Regions from separate parts of the Pan troglodytes genome. Here region 1 is linked to region 2. Evidence: chromatin contacts called from public Hi-C data. All regions are on one chromosome and are shown on one strand. The core of a region is the stretch at or near the end of the contact, and the rest is flanking DNA. Distances in the headings are between cores, read along the strand shown.

The links. A called contact is a pair of places that touch in the nucleus more often than the background predicts.
Region 1: a contact with region 2 is called in a Hi-C map of stem cell-derived neural progenitor cells, with 2.1 times the contacts expected there. The contact joins the promoter of SHC2 here to the promoter of C2CD4C in region 2. A contact is called at or near these places in 1 of 7 Hi-C or Micro-C datasets (stem cell-derived neural progenitor cells) and 1 of 1 datasets of contacts at active chromatin or transcription factors (stem cell-derived excitatory neurons).

What each region holds. Positions count from the first base shown.
Region 1 is chr20:2,735,781-2,742,585 of NHGRI_mPanTro3-v2.0_pri, forward strand. It overlaps SHC2 (SHC adaptor protein 2), which reads right to left and starts at 4,479. Exons shown (of 12, transcript XM_054673894.2): 1 at 4,004-4,479. The coding sequence starts at 4,462.
Region 2 is chr20:2,681,658-2,688,558 of NHGRI_mPanTro3-v2.0_pri, forward strand. C2CD4C (C2 calcium dependent domain containing 4C) reads right to left here and starts at 2,102. Exons shown (of 2, transcript XM_016934474.3): 1 at 1,934-2,102; 2 at 1-1,330. The coding sequence starts at 1,290. The coding sequence ends at 25.

The sequences.
Region 1 (6,805 bases), core at 3,229-5,728, 56 kb after region 2:
ATCCTCAGCCCCGGGTTCTGGTCCTGCTTTTCACTGCGTAACCTCAGACACAGCTCGGCCTCTCTGTGCCTCAGTTTCCCTCAGTGCACAGGGTCCCTCCAGTGTGGAAGAGCCCTGCGGGCCTGAGCCGCCGGCCGCAGCGCCCGGGTGATGGGGCTTGGCTATTCCCCTCCTTAACTCAAGCTTCCCTGTGACCAGGAGGGACCGGCTGTCCCTGTGCCTGCTGTGATGTAGGTGCTGGGGGACGGGGCTCCCGGGGGACAGTGCTGGGGGCTGAGGCCGGTCAGGCTCCCTGGGGCCAGGGCCCCTCGTCCATCAGCAACTCCTCCGGGCTCCAACACAGGCTCATTGTCCACTTTTCCCCTCACCTAGGTCCCCTTGCCTGGGCCACCGCCGTCCCTTGCAGCCTCCTCCCGGGTCTCTGCTGCCCTTCCAGACCCTCCTCCTCCCTCAGCAACACTTCCACACGGCCCCTGGAAGGGCTTTCAAAACTGCACACTCTGCGCCAACCCCTACTTAAAACCACCCCCACTCCTCACCACAGCCCACAGAGAGAGTCCCGCTCCCTCTCCATCAGCTCCAGTCTCATGGCTGTCCTTGCCGTGATGCACACGCACCAGGTCCGCTCCCCGCGTGGGGCCTTTGCACCTGCTGTGCCCCCCCTAGAACTCTGTCTGCAAACTCCACCGCGTCAGGCCTTTGCACCTGCACCTGCTGTGACCCGCCTAGAACTCTGTCTGCAATCCCCACCACGTGGGGCCTTTGCACCTGCTGTGCCCCTGCCTAGAACTCTGTCTGTAAACCCACCGCGTGGGGCCTTTGCACCTGCTGTGCCCCGCCCCTAGAACTCTGTCTGTAAACCCACCGCGTGGGGCCTTTGCACCTGCTGTGCCCCGCCTAGAACTCTGTCTGCAAACTCCACCACATCAGGCCTTTGCACCTGCACCTGCTGTGCCCCGACTAGAACTCTGTCTGCAAACCCCACCACATCAGGCCTTTGCACCTGCACCTGCTGTACCCCCCCTAGAACTCTGTCTGCAAACCCACCACGTCAGGCCTTTGCACCTGCACCTGCTGTGCCCCGTCTAGAACTATGTCTGCAAACCTCACCACATCAGGCCTTTGCACCTGCACCTGCTGTACCCCCCCAGAACTCTGTCTGCAAACCCACCACGTCAGGCCTTTGCACCTGCACCTGCTGTGCCCCGTCTAGAACTATGTCTGCAAACCCCACCGCATCGGGCCTTTGCACCTGCACCTGCTGTGCCCCGTCTAGAACTGTGTCTGAAAACCCCACGGCCGGGGTTTCCATGGCTCAGGTCTCAGCTTCAAGGTCGCCTCCTGGGAGGGGCAGCCGCCCAGCCTCCTGCTCTAATATCACACGATTTTAGCTCTGCAGAGCCCCTACCAGAACCTATTTCCTTATCTGTTTGTCCTCTTCTGATTGACTGTCTCTCCCACTGGAATCCAAGCTCCTTGAGAGCAGGAACGAGGTCTCTCATTGTCTACTCATCATCTGTGCCGGGCAGGGGAAGCGTATGCTAAATATTTCCTGCAGTGACGGAAAGCAGCAGTTATCCCCCAACATCCGGAGCCCCAACAACCCTGGCGCCTGAATTCTGAACATTCTAAATCCTACATCCACGGCCAATGGCCACACCTGACTGGTCCCGATGGATGTGGTGTGAAGGAAGCCCACGCGTCCTCCGTGGAACACGCCGGCCGTCGGCGTTAAACCTGTAGGACAAACTGCCGGGAGACGGCGAGGGCGGCCCGATGCCACCGGGGAAAACAGACCCAACCAGGCCTGGCATCTGCACAGACCCGGGGGAGGCGGAAGCGGGTCCCGGGGAGGCGGAAGCGGGTCTTGGGGAGGCGGAAGTGGGTCCCGGGGAGGCGGAAGTGGGTCCCGGGGAGGCGGAAGCGGGTCCTGGGGAGACGGAAGCCGGTCCCGGGGAGGCAGAAGGGGGTCTTGGGGAGGCGGAAGTAGGTTCCGGGGAGGCGGAAGCGGGTCTTGGGGAGGCGGAAGTGGGTCCCGGGGAGGCGGAAGCGGGTCTTGGGGAGGCGGAAGTGGGTTCCGGGGAGACAGAAGCGGGTTCCGGGGAGGCGGAAGCGGGTCCCGGGGAGGCGGAATCGGGTTCCAGGGAGGCGGAAGCAGGTCCTGGGGAGGCAGAAGCGGGTCTTGGGGAGGCGGAAGTGGGTCCCGGGGAGGCAGAAGCGGGTCTTGGGGAGGCGGAAGTGGGTTCCAGGGAGGCGGAAGCGGGTCCTGGGGAGGCAGAAGGGGGTCTTGGGGAGGCGGAAGTAGGTTCCGGGGAGGCGGAAGCGGGTCCTGGGGAGACGGAAGCCGGTCCCGGGGAGGCAGAAGGGGGTCTTGGGGAGGCGGAAGCGGGTCTTGGGGAGGCGGAAGAGGGTTCCGGGGAGGCGGAAGCGGGTCCTGGGGAGGCAGAAGCCGGTTGTACTGCGCAGGCCGAGCGCGCCTGGGGACCACACGTGGGGGAGTGAGGTTTCGCAGCCAGCTTCTGGGGGCTCCCACAGGCTTTGGTGGGCCCGGGCTTGAGGCCCCCACCTCTGCCTGTCTCCTAACGGCCCGCTCCTCTGTGCATCTGAGTCTAAAGTTCCTTCTCCTTACAGAGACCCCTGATCCAGCCAGGCCTCATCTTAACTAGATTACATCTGCAAGGACCCCGTTCCCGAATAAGGTCAGACTCCTACGGCACAGGAATTGTAGGGGGACCCTTCTCAACTCGGTGTAGGGGGAAGGACCCCACTGAACCCAGTGTAGGGGGAAGGACCCCACTGAACTCAGTGTAGGGGAAGGACCCCTCTCAACTCAGTGTAGGGGGAAGGACCCCACTGAAGCCAGCGTAGGGGGAAGGACCCCACTGAACCCAGTGTAGGGGGAAGGACCCCACTGAACTCAGTGTAGGGGAAGGACCCCTCTCAACTCAGTGTAGGGGGAAGGACCCCACTGAAGCCAGCATAGGGGGAAGGACCCCACTGAAGCCAGCGTAGGGGGAAGGACCCCACTGAAGCCAGAGTAGGGGGAAGGACCCCACTGAACTCAGCGTAGGGGGAAGGACCCCACTGAACTCAGTGTAAGGGGAAGGACCCTTCTCAACTCAGTGTAGAGGGAAGGACCCTACTGAACTCAGTGTCCAGAAAAGCAAAGACACAACCCAATGCAAACACAGGCTAATGTTCCTGGCCGCAGAGGCCGGGAGGAGCTGGGAGCACCCACCGGCAGTGGCGTGCGGGAGTGGCTGATCATCTTCCCAGACGCCGTAATGACTGCAGCTGTAGGACAGCTGCTCTCTCAGAAGACGGGGGACTATGCACGGTGCTGTCACCCCTGCAGGTGACTTCACACGGTTTACTATAAACCACAGAGAGGGGCAGACCCGTCAGCAGAAGGGAAGGTTACCCTCCTAGGTGGAGGCGTGCTGTGTCCAGGCGCCCGACTTCCCCGTGTGTTTGAAAAGGTTCATTTATCATAAGACCCAGGATAAATAAACAAAGGCCGCTTCTTTGGCCGCCCTGGAAGTCCCTGCAGCCTCCCATCTGGAATCCTGGGGTCTGTCCGGGCGCCAGCCCCTTTCCAAACAGCCCTTCCCGCACCCCCACCGCGGGCCAGCGTCTCGGGCCCCGTCTGTCATTCGTGAACAGCTGTCCAGGGGGCTCCGGTGGCAGAGACGCCCCGGCCGCTCGCCGCTCTCGGCATCGCCCGCCCAGTCCGAGTGGGGGGCGGTGCACTTGCGCATGCGCGCCCCTCCCCCGCCGCCCTCTCCCCGCCCCTCCCCACGTGACGCCGTGGGAACCCGGACCCCAGCGCCTCCGGGTGGGGGCAGCCGCCGGGCGCCGGCCGGAGATGGGGGTCCGGGGTGGCGGGAGAGCAGGAAGGATGGGGAGGGGACACCTGGCTCGCGGGGTCCGGGGGTCCCGGAGGAGAGGGTGGGGGAGGGGAGGCCGCCGCGAACGGGCTCCCGGCAGGGTGGGGGGGACTCACCCGCACGACGTAGGAGACCCCGGGCCCCAGAACCCTGGCGTCGGGGTGTAGCCAGCCGTGCGCGGGTTTGTGGATGAAGCTGCCCTTCCGGATCCACTCGGCGGCGGCGGCGGCGTCCCCGGACCCCGCCGCCCCCCGCGCGCCCCGCGACCCCCGCGACCCCGCGCCCCGACAGCGGCTGAGCGCGGGCAGGGGACAGGGCGCGGCGCAGCGGGGCTCGCAGGCGCCCAGGACGGCGGCCGCCAGCGCCGGGACGCCCCCCGGGCCCGCCGGCTCGGGTTGGGGGTCCGCGCCCCCCGAGGCCCCAGCCGCCCGCGCCGCCGCCGGGCCGCGGCCCAGGAAGCCGCCCGGGGCCGCGAACTTCCACTGCGGCATTCGGGGCAGCAACGCGCAGAAGGTGGTGGGCGCCTCGGGCTCGGGGGGCGCCGGGGGCGCGCGCCCGCCCGGACCCTGCGTCATGGCCGCGGCCGCCCGACGGAGCCCGACCGGGCGCTGCGCCTGGCGCGGAGGAAGCCCTCCCGCTCCGCCCGCTCCCTCCCGCCCCCCCGGCCCGGTGATGTCATCCGCCCGGCCCAACGCGCAGCCGCGGGGGGCTGCGCCCCTGGGACCCCGGCCCTCCTCGTCCCGGCGCCTGGCCGCGAGGCTGGGGAAACTGAGGCCCTCCGAGGACACCGGGCGCTGGCCTGGAACCCGCAGCCAAGGCGGGACGGGGCTCTGAACCCAGAACCCCGTCAGCGACCCTCCCCGCTGCGCCCCCCACCCCCGCCCGCTGCCCAAGTTCCCAGAAGGACCGAGCTGGAGAAGCTTAGAAATTCCACATCCCTTCTTTCCCCTATTTCCTAGTGGGGAAACTGAGGCCCGGGGAGGCGCGGCCAGGGAAAAGAGAACCCCAGACCCTAAGGTCAGCCCCTCCCTCTCCGTTGTTCCAGCTAGAAGGTACCTTAGGGTCACCCCTATTTCTTAGTGGGGAAACAGGCGCGGGGAGGGGAAGGGGCGCGGCCGAGGGCTCACAGACGAGGCTCAGACCCAGGAGTGCCGGCTCTGGCGGGGTGGGGAGGGGGCGGGGCTAGGAGCGGAGCCGGGCCCCTGCTCTGCGGCCTGTCCCGGCCTCAGTTTCTCCGGCTGTAACCCAGGGGAGCGGGCTGGAGGGTCGCGGCCCTTCCTCCCTCACTTCTGGGGAGCCCAGTCCCGCACCAGCTCATCTGAGCTCTGGGCCTCAGCCTCCCAGGCCGGTCGCTCCGTCCCCAGCCTCAACCTCTCCGAGACCGGCCGCACCTTCCCTGGCCTCAAGGGTCGGTTCCTTCTGCACCAGAAAACGGGGTGTCGCTGTCACCCCGGGACCCAGCCTCCTGGCCCGACTTGGCTGGAGCTCCCCTGCACCTGCCCCGCCCCAAGCAGGGCTGATTGCCGGGAACAAAGGGAGGGGCCGGGACGCGCTGGCAGGTGGGGAGGGAGGGAGGGGCGAGGCTGCCCGGAGCCCGATCGATAATTCAGGGGATGATATCACAGCCGGCGCCGCCCGCGGGGCCGGGGAGGTGGGGGAGGGGAGCGAGGCGCGCGGCCGCGATTGGCCGTCTCTGCCGCGGCGCGTGTCGGACTCAGCCCCTGCGCGTCCGCGGGAGGAGCAGATCGTGGGCGCGATTGGTCGGGCTGGAGCCGCGGCTGGACCTGCGCGCGGTGTGTGTGTTGTGCGCAGGGTGGACGCTGTGTCTGGGTGCGTGTCCAGGCATATGCAGGGGATCCAGGCTGCTGGGTCCTGGAATGTGTTCACCTAATGGGTAAAGGGTGGGACAGGTTTGGCGGCCCTAGGCTGAGGGCTGTGGGCTGAGGAGAGAGCAGCCCCACCACCCCCTCTCTGCGCCCTGCATGCCTCCCAGGCTGCATCCCTCAGGGAGGTCCCGGGGCAGTGTCGCACCCTCCCAAGCTCCGGGATTAAGGTCTTTCTGGATGGGAGGTTTGTAAGGTGGTCCAGGTACCATCCCTCCCTGGCACACAGAGGGCTCAGTCACACGGCACCCCCGGTGTGTTTCCTTCCTGTCCCTTGGAGACAGTGGCAGGAACTGAGTCCAACATCCAGAGTTCAAATCCTGACATCAGACTGAGGTGGGGGCTCACAGCATGCCCCAGGACAAATGTCCAGTCTCTCCAAAGCACCATTTCCTCTCAGTAGATGCCCCTGGTCCTGAGTTGCTATAAAGTCTAGATGATCTTTATTAATATCCAAAACATAGCAAGCAGCTACTGATGGCAGATATTAGAATACCTCAAGCTCCTATACATCCTTCAAAACCCAGCTTCAATATTGCCTCTTCCAGGAAGCCTACCTGGCTGCCTACTCAAAAGCTTGGCTCCACCTCCAGCCTCCCCTTGCCCTGGGTCTCTCTTCTGGTCTCTCAGACCCCCTGGGCACTGGAGGGCTACGGGTCTGGCTCTGGAGGGCGGCGTTCGGGTCTCTTTTCTGTGACATCAATAGACACGTTAAGGCCGGGCTCGGTGGCTCATGCCTGTAATCCCAGCACTTTGGGAGGCCAAGGCAGGAGGATCACAAGGTCAGAAGATCGAGACCATCCTGGCTAGCATGGTGAAACCCCATCTCTACTAAAAATACAAAAAGTTAGCGGGGCGTGGTGGCGGGCGCCTGTAGTCCCAGCTACTCGGGAGGCTGAGGCAGGAGAATGGCGTGAACCCGGGAGGCGGAGCTTGCAGTGAGCCAAGATCGCGCCACTGCACTTCAGTCTGGGCGGGAGTGCGAGACTCCGTCTCAAAAAAAAAAAAAAAAAGACACGTTAAATGAGTAAGCAC
Region 2 (6,901 bases), core at 852-3,351:
GCGGACAGCGAGCAGGTCCCCGCTCTACAGGAAGGGGAGCAGGGAGGTCAGGGGCAGCTCCTTCTCCCCGAGCAGCGTGTCCCGCTTGAGGCTGCTGCCCTTGTTCACCACCTTGATCCTGAGGGCCAGCTTCCGGACGCTGGCGGGCCCCAGGCCGTCGAAGAAGAAATCCTCGTTGAAGACGGGGCGGCGGCTGTTCTTGACGATGGTGCTGCGCTGCTTCTGCAGCTTGCCCGGCACCAGGCACAGGCCCACGCAGCAGTTGATGCTGCGGGCGTCGCACAGGCGGTCGTAGAGGCCCTCGGCGGCCAGCAGGTGCACCCGCAGGCGAGCCTGGCCGGCCTCGTACTCGGCCAGCAGCCGCACGCTGCCCCGAGGGCCCACGTGGACCGTGTGCTCCCCACGCGCCTGGCCCGACTCGGGGCCAGGTTCCGGGGGGGCCCGGCGGGTCAGGCGGCGCCGGCTCCCGGGGCTGGTGTCCGGGGTGCTGTCGTCCGCAGACAGGGAGCCGTGGCGGCCCACGGAGTGCCGGAGCTGGCTCACCTTGGCCTGGCTGTCCTGGGCGAAACCTTTGAGCAGAGACACGGAGCGGGACAGCAGAGGGGACCCGAAGGGGGAGGACTCGGCCGAGGACCCTGTGTCGCTCTCCCCGCCACTGAAGTAGCGGCCGGGGCTCATGAGGGCCCCGCCAGCCTCCCTGGGGCCCCCATCACCCCCGTTGGCCTTGGCAGCTGCCCGGCGGCGCCCGGCCCCTGGGGAGCCCACCTGGGCCAGAGCCCCGTGCTCACTGTGGAACAGAGACTCCTTGCGCCTCGTGTGGGGGCTCTCGGCCAGCGTGGCGAAGCCGTAGGACGTCTGGGCCTTGGGCACCGAGGGCAGGGACATGGCACCCTGGGCCTGGGGGTCGGCGTCAGTGGCCTCCTCGGACGGCCAGTCCTCGGCACTCTCGATCTGGATCACGTGCCGGGTGGCTGCCTTCAGCAGGCTCTTGCTCTCGGCTGCCAGCTTGGCAGGCAGCCGGGGGCTCCGTGGGGTCTGGCGGGGGGCCGCAGAGGCCAGGTTCTGTTCCGACGTGGAGGGGCCCAGCGCGGCCTGTCCCTCGCCCTCCGCGGGGCCCGAGGGCAGCTTGGGGGGGATGAAAAAGTCGGGTATCTTGTCGGGCGTCAACACATTGCTGTACAGGGGCCCCTTGGAGGCCTTGTCCCCCGCCTCACTCCCCACGCCCCGGGCAGCACCGTTTTCCCCAGACCCCCGAAGCCGCTCCAAGAACCACATGTTGGTTTTTCTCATGGGGGCGGCAGGCAAGAGGCCCGGACAGGGGCTGCAGCGTCTGGGAAGAGAAGCAGGGGTCAGGAGCAGTGGGGGGCGGCTGGCAGAGGGCCCTGGGCACCTGCTCCCTGTGGGGCCACTCGGCAGGGCCCTGCCAGCGGGGTGGGGGTGGAGGGGTCCTCTGGGGGCGTCCCGCCCAGGCGCGGCGGCCCAGGACAGGAGTGAGGCGGGTTCCCCCCACCTTTCTCCGGAGAGATCCCGCTTAACTTCCAAGCACCAAGCCCAGGGGGGTGGGGGCCGCGCTCTGACTCTCCCGGGAGCTCCCAGAGGAGACTGGCCCCTCGCCCGCCCCCACTCTGGTTTTGAGCATCTCAGCGCTCATTCCAAAGGGTTCCGCGCTCAGTCCCAGGGGAAGACACGGATGTGGGTGGACCCCCGGGGTGTCCCAGCTCCGCCCCCCCAGCTCCCACCCACCTGTGGCTTCTCCCTGGACTGGAAGGCCAGGCGTTCGGGGTGGGGGAAGGGAGGGGCGGTAGGTCTGGGGCCGAGAGAGCAGCGAGTCGACTCCCCGGTGTCCCCCCGCCCCCAGCCCTCCCCGACTCCGCTTGGGGTGGGGGTGGGGTCCTGGCGGTCCCCGCAGACCGGGCGGGGTCCCTGGACTTACCTGCCCGGGGTGATGGCCCGAGGCCGGAGGTCTGTTCGCAGACACGCAGGGGTCTCGGCGCGCAGGCTCCCGGGCCTGGCGCGGGGGACGCGGCCGGAGCTTCGATGCGGGCGGCGGCGGCGGCGGCAGCGCAGTCGGACTCATTCACCCGCGGCGGGAAACCGCCCAGCCCCGCCGCCGCCGCCGCCGTATTCCTCCGAGTACGGCCGCCCGCGCCCCCGCCCCCGCCCCCGCCCCCGCGGGACGGGGGTGGGGCCGTCTCCCCGCAGCCCCCGGAGGCTGGTGGCAGGGAGGAGCCTCGCCAGGGCCCGGGGGCTGACTGGGGGCCGGTGGGAGACAAGCAGGTGGACACGGTTGGCTGACGGCCACCCCTGGCGCTCACGCCCGCAGATTCCGGGAAATCGGACTCCCAACCCCAAGCCCCTGCCTCCGTATATCGGAAGAGGGTCCCAGACCCCCTACTCGCTGCCGGCGAGGAGCTTTCCCGACTAACGGCGACGAATTAAATGACGGCAACAGTAATAAATGCAGCTGGGTTTATGATGGAGCGTTTCCTCCCTGCCAGCCTCCCAGCGTCCTGGCGGGTCTCTGACTCTCACACAACCCAGTACGCAGGTCCTGCTGCAATTCTCAATCTGTAGATGAGGAAGGTGGGGGGTTTCCTTCCAGAAACAAGGACCGAACAGCTACGGCAGCAGGTCTTACTAAATGGGCAACCTCTCCGCAGCCCTCCAAGAAGCCTGGAAGGGGGGGGGGCTCCTTCATTTCATGGACAAACGTTTCCTGAGCACCAGCTTGATGCTGGACAGTGACCTGGCCACCGGGGACACAGCTGGGACGGAGGGAGGTGGCCCCAGCCCTGGTGATGCAGGGGCAGGGTGCCCACAGAGCATACAGGTGCAGCTCAGAACTGCAGGGGTGGTGACGCCCGGAACAGGAATACAGCAGGAAAGCGTGAGGGTCGGGGCGAAGGGAGAAGGCACATGCGTGTGATTCACGGATGGAGAAACCCAGAGGGGGCAAGACCAGGTCCAAACCCAGGCTTCCTGGCAGTTCCTGAGACCACAGGGTGCCCCCCTCCTGAGGCCCCGACCCCCCTCCTGCCAGCTGCTTCTGTGATCTGCCAGCCCCGGCCTTCACTGTTTCCTTCTCTCCCTCCCTCCCTGCCCTCCCCGCCTCAGTTTCCTGTTCTGGAACCGAGCTGAGCAGTTCCCAGCCTCCTCGTGCTTGGAGCCAGCAAGATAACACATCCCCAGGACCAACCCGGAGCCGGCGGATGCCTGGCGCTTTATTGAATTATTGATTGTCCAGGAGCCTCCTGCATTCTGGGAATGTCCCCAAGTCTGGATGTGGCCCAAGCTGGGAGGAGCGGCTGCTGCCACAGTGGTAGAAGAGGGGTCCAGGAGGGCGAGAGAGCTGGGCTGAGGCCTCCCCACTCTCCACGTACCCTTGCAGTGAGGGGTTAGAGTCCTGCCGTCCAGAGGGGAAAGTGAAATCCGGAGGAGCTGTGACCCCATCTAAGCTTTGCTCACCCAGCAAACGTTGATGAGCCCTCACTTTGTGCTGGGGCAACCGCGACGCAGCCCCGAAGTCTGACAAGGAGGCAGACACCGAGGAATTCTCCCCTTCACCGCCGCCGCCTCCAGGAAGCCTGGGCAGGCCCCACCACAGCCTAGCAGGGCCCCCGAACCCCAGCTCCGGCCGCCATGCAGAACACCCTTGGGCTGCTGTCCACCACCCCTGCTGGGCCCGAGCCGGGAGGAGAGTCCTGGAGGTCCTGTCCCTGTAGTGTCCCCAAGGCACAGGCCAGCCATGTCTCCAGTAAACATTTGCCAAACAAATGGGTGAATAGCATCGCCACGATGGCCCCGAAACAGTGCTCTTTCAGCAGGCCCGAGGGGAGGGGGCCTCAGGGGCCACAGAGCCACCCTCCTCCATTGCAGACAAGGACAGCAGGGCCTGGGGAGGGAAGCGGACAGCTTGGGTCCGAGGAAGGGGCAGTGACGGGTCTCCTGACATCAGGCCAGCCCCAGGTATTGGGGGTTCGCTCTCCGGCACCCCTGCCCAGCCCAGGTGGGGGCAGAGCCTCTCCTGCCAGCTGGGTTGGGGGTGAGGCACTGAGTTTACACTATGCCTGTTTCCATGCTAGGACACGAATCCAGAGCTGGTCAATCAGGGCTTGAATCCTGGTGCCAACCCTTCCCACTGTGTGACGCTGGACAAGCATCCAGACCTGTGTCTCTTCAGCAGCCCAGGGCACCACGGCTCTCGAGGGAGGCCTCAACAGATCACTATGTGCAAAGTGCCTACAGCACCCCACCATGTGTGCGAGACAGGCGTCAGTCGCCCTCTCCCTCAGACGCTTCTGCAGGTCAGGAAGGGGTCTCAGCCAGGGGGGAGCTGGCCCAGACCTCAAAGTGCACCCCAGAGCCCTGACCCCACCACAGCCTGGCTTGGCCAGAAGCCCCACCCCATCCCCACACCCTATCACGTTTGGGGGCTGGGGAAACATAGGCCTGAAAAGTACCTGGGATGGGTCCTAACACCTGCCCTGTGGATGGACGCAGACCCCACCCTGGGTGGGGCAGGGGCAGAGAGGCCGGGGCCTTCCGGCTGCTTAGCTCTGCACCATCGGTAAGTAAACAGGAGCCTCTCCTGGTCAACAGAACCTTCTGCTTCCCTCTGCAGCAGCCTCGCTGCAGCCCTCCAGGATGGGAGACCAGGATGCTGTAGATTCGGGCTCAAGCTGGAGGAGGGGCCCAGGTGGTATCGACCAGCCCCTCTCCGCCCTGAGTCGTGGCGCCTCATGCTGGGAGGCTTTGGCCCTCCATCCCCCCAGGTGGGGGCCCCACCAGGGACCCGGGGCTTCCCAGAGCCAGGCCTGAATCCAAGACTGCCCCACAGTGGCCTCCAGGATAACAGGCTTGGAGGACCTACAGGGAGGTGGTTTAAAAAAAAAGGAGGGGGGCTGCAATCCGAGCTCCAATGCTGAGGAGGCCACTGGGTAGCTGTGCAGCTTGAAGACTTACCCTGGGAGCCTCAGGAAAGGGAGGGGACGGCGTAACAATAAAACAATCCCAGGAGCAGGACTGCCTGCGAGCTCCCAGGAGGGACCTGACTGATTCGTGCATCACGGGTTAGCCCAGTGGGAGGGCCCTGGAGGGCCACCATCGCCAGTTTCCAGAGAGGGACACTGAGGCACCTGGGAGTAGCCCGATTCCTCAGGGAGCACACGGAACCGGCTGACCTCCAGGCGTGCCGCAGGCGGGGTGCTCAGTTGATACTAGCTGATTCCCGGGGCATCCTGCCCCTCCAAGGCACCAGCTGACACCCAGGTCATCCTGGCCATCTATGGCACCAGCTGACACCCAGGTCATCCTGGCCATCTATGGCACCAGCTGACACCCAGGTCATCCTGGCCATCTATGGCACCAGCTGATACCCGGGGCGTCCTGGCCCCTCCATGGCACCAGCTAATATCCAGGGCATCCTGGCCATCTATGCCACCAGCTGATACCTGGGGCATCCTGGCCCCTCCACGGCACTAGCTGATTCCCGGGGCATCCTGGCCCTCTATGGCACCAGCTGAGTTCCAGGGCATCCTGGTCATCTATGCCACCAGCTGATACCTGGGGCATCCTGGCCCTCTATGGCACCAGCTGATTCCCGGGGCATCCTGGCCCCTCCATGGCACTAGCTGATTCCTGGGGCATCCTGAGCCCTCCACGGCCCCAGCTGATTCCCGGGGCATCCTGGCCCTCTATGGCACCAGCTGAGTTCCGGGGCATCCTGACCCCTCCACGGCAAGTCCTCCTGTCTCCTCGTGCAGAGGATCGAGTGCGATTCAGGGAAGAAAACGACTCATCCAGGCTGCGCAGCATTTAGAGGTTGAATGTGACCCAAGGTTCTCCTGCCTCCCACTCCAGGCTCAGGCTCCCGAGGAGTGGATTATTGACTTAATTATTCCAATTACTGGAAGTACAAAGGTAGGAAAGGGGAGGAGACAGGTGTAGGGACCCAGCTGGAGCCAGGCGTCTGGGCACCCAGACTCTTCCAACCCAGAGAACGGGATTGGGAGATGGGGGCCCTCCAAAACCAGCTTCACCACCTCCCAGTGGGATGGTCTCGGGGGTCACCTCGCCTCTCCGAGCCTCCGTTTCCTCATCTGTAAAGCAGGGAGAGTTTCAGCCCCCCGAGTTCATGATACTCTTGGCTCATGTCCCAGCAGGCGCCAGTTTCTATTTACACAGGGACCTGGAAGAGGACAGACAGAGGTGGAGTGTGGATGGGCAACTTGGGCCCAGGGCGCAGGGCTATGAATGAATGAATGAAGTGCATTTAGACCCCCTCTGTCCTATGCATCTTGGGAATCTGACACTCCCTACTCCCCAGCACTCCTCTGGTCCAGCGCCTCCTCCTTGCCCTCCCCGCAATTCCCAACAGTTTACTTCCCACGGGGAATGTTATCGCCCCTGTGCTCAAAAGACCCCTGGCAGCTCTTCCTGGCACCAGGCCTCCCCCAAGCTCTGTGTCCTCACCCCGCTTCTGACCTCACCTCGGCCATATTGGCCACCCTTCTGCTCCCTGAACGTGCTGGCTGAACACACCACAGGGCCTTTGCACACGCCGTCTCCTCTGCCCAGAGCTCTACTTTCTTCACCTGGATTTCCTGGGATTTCTAAGCTCCATGACGCACTCTTTTCCACAGTTGTTTGTTTTGAGATGGAGTCTCGCTCTGTCCTCCAAGCTGGAGTGCAGTGGTGCGATCTCAGCTCACTTAACCTCCGCCTCCCGGGTTCAAGTGATTTTCCTGCCTCAGCCTCCCGAGTAGCTGGGACTATAGGCGTGCACCACCACGCCCAGCTAATTTTTGTATTTCCAGCAGACACGGGGTTTTGACATGTTGGCCAGGCTGGTCTTGAACTCCTGACCTCAGGTGATCCGCCCGCCTCAGCCTCCCAAAGTGCT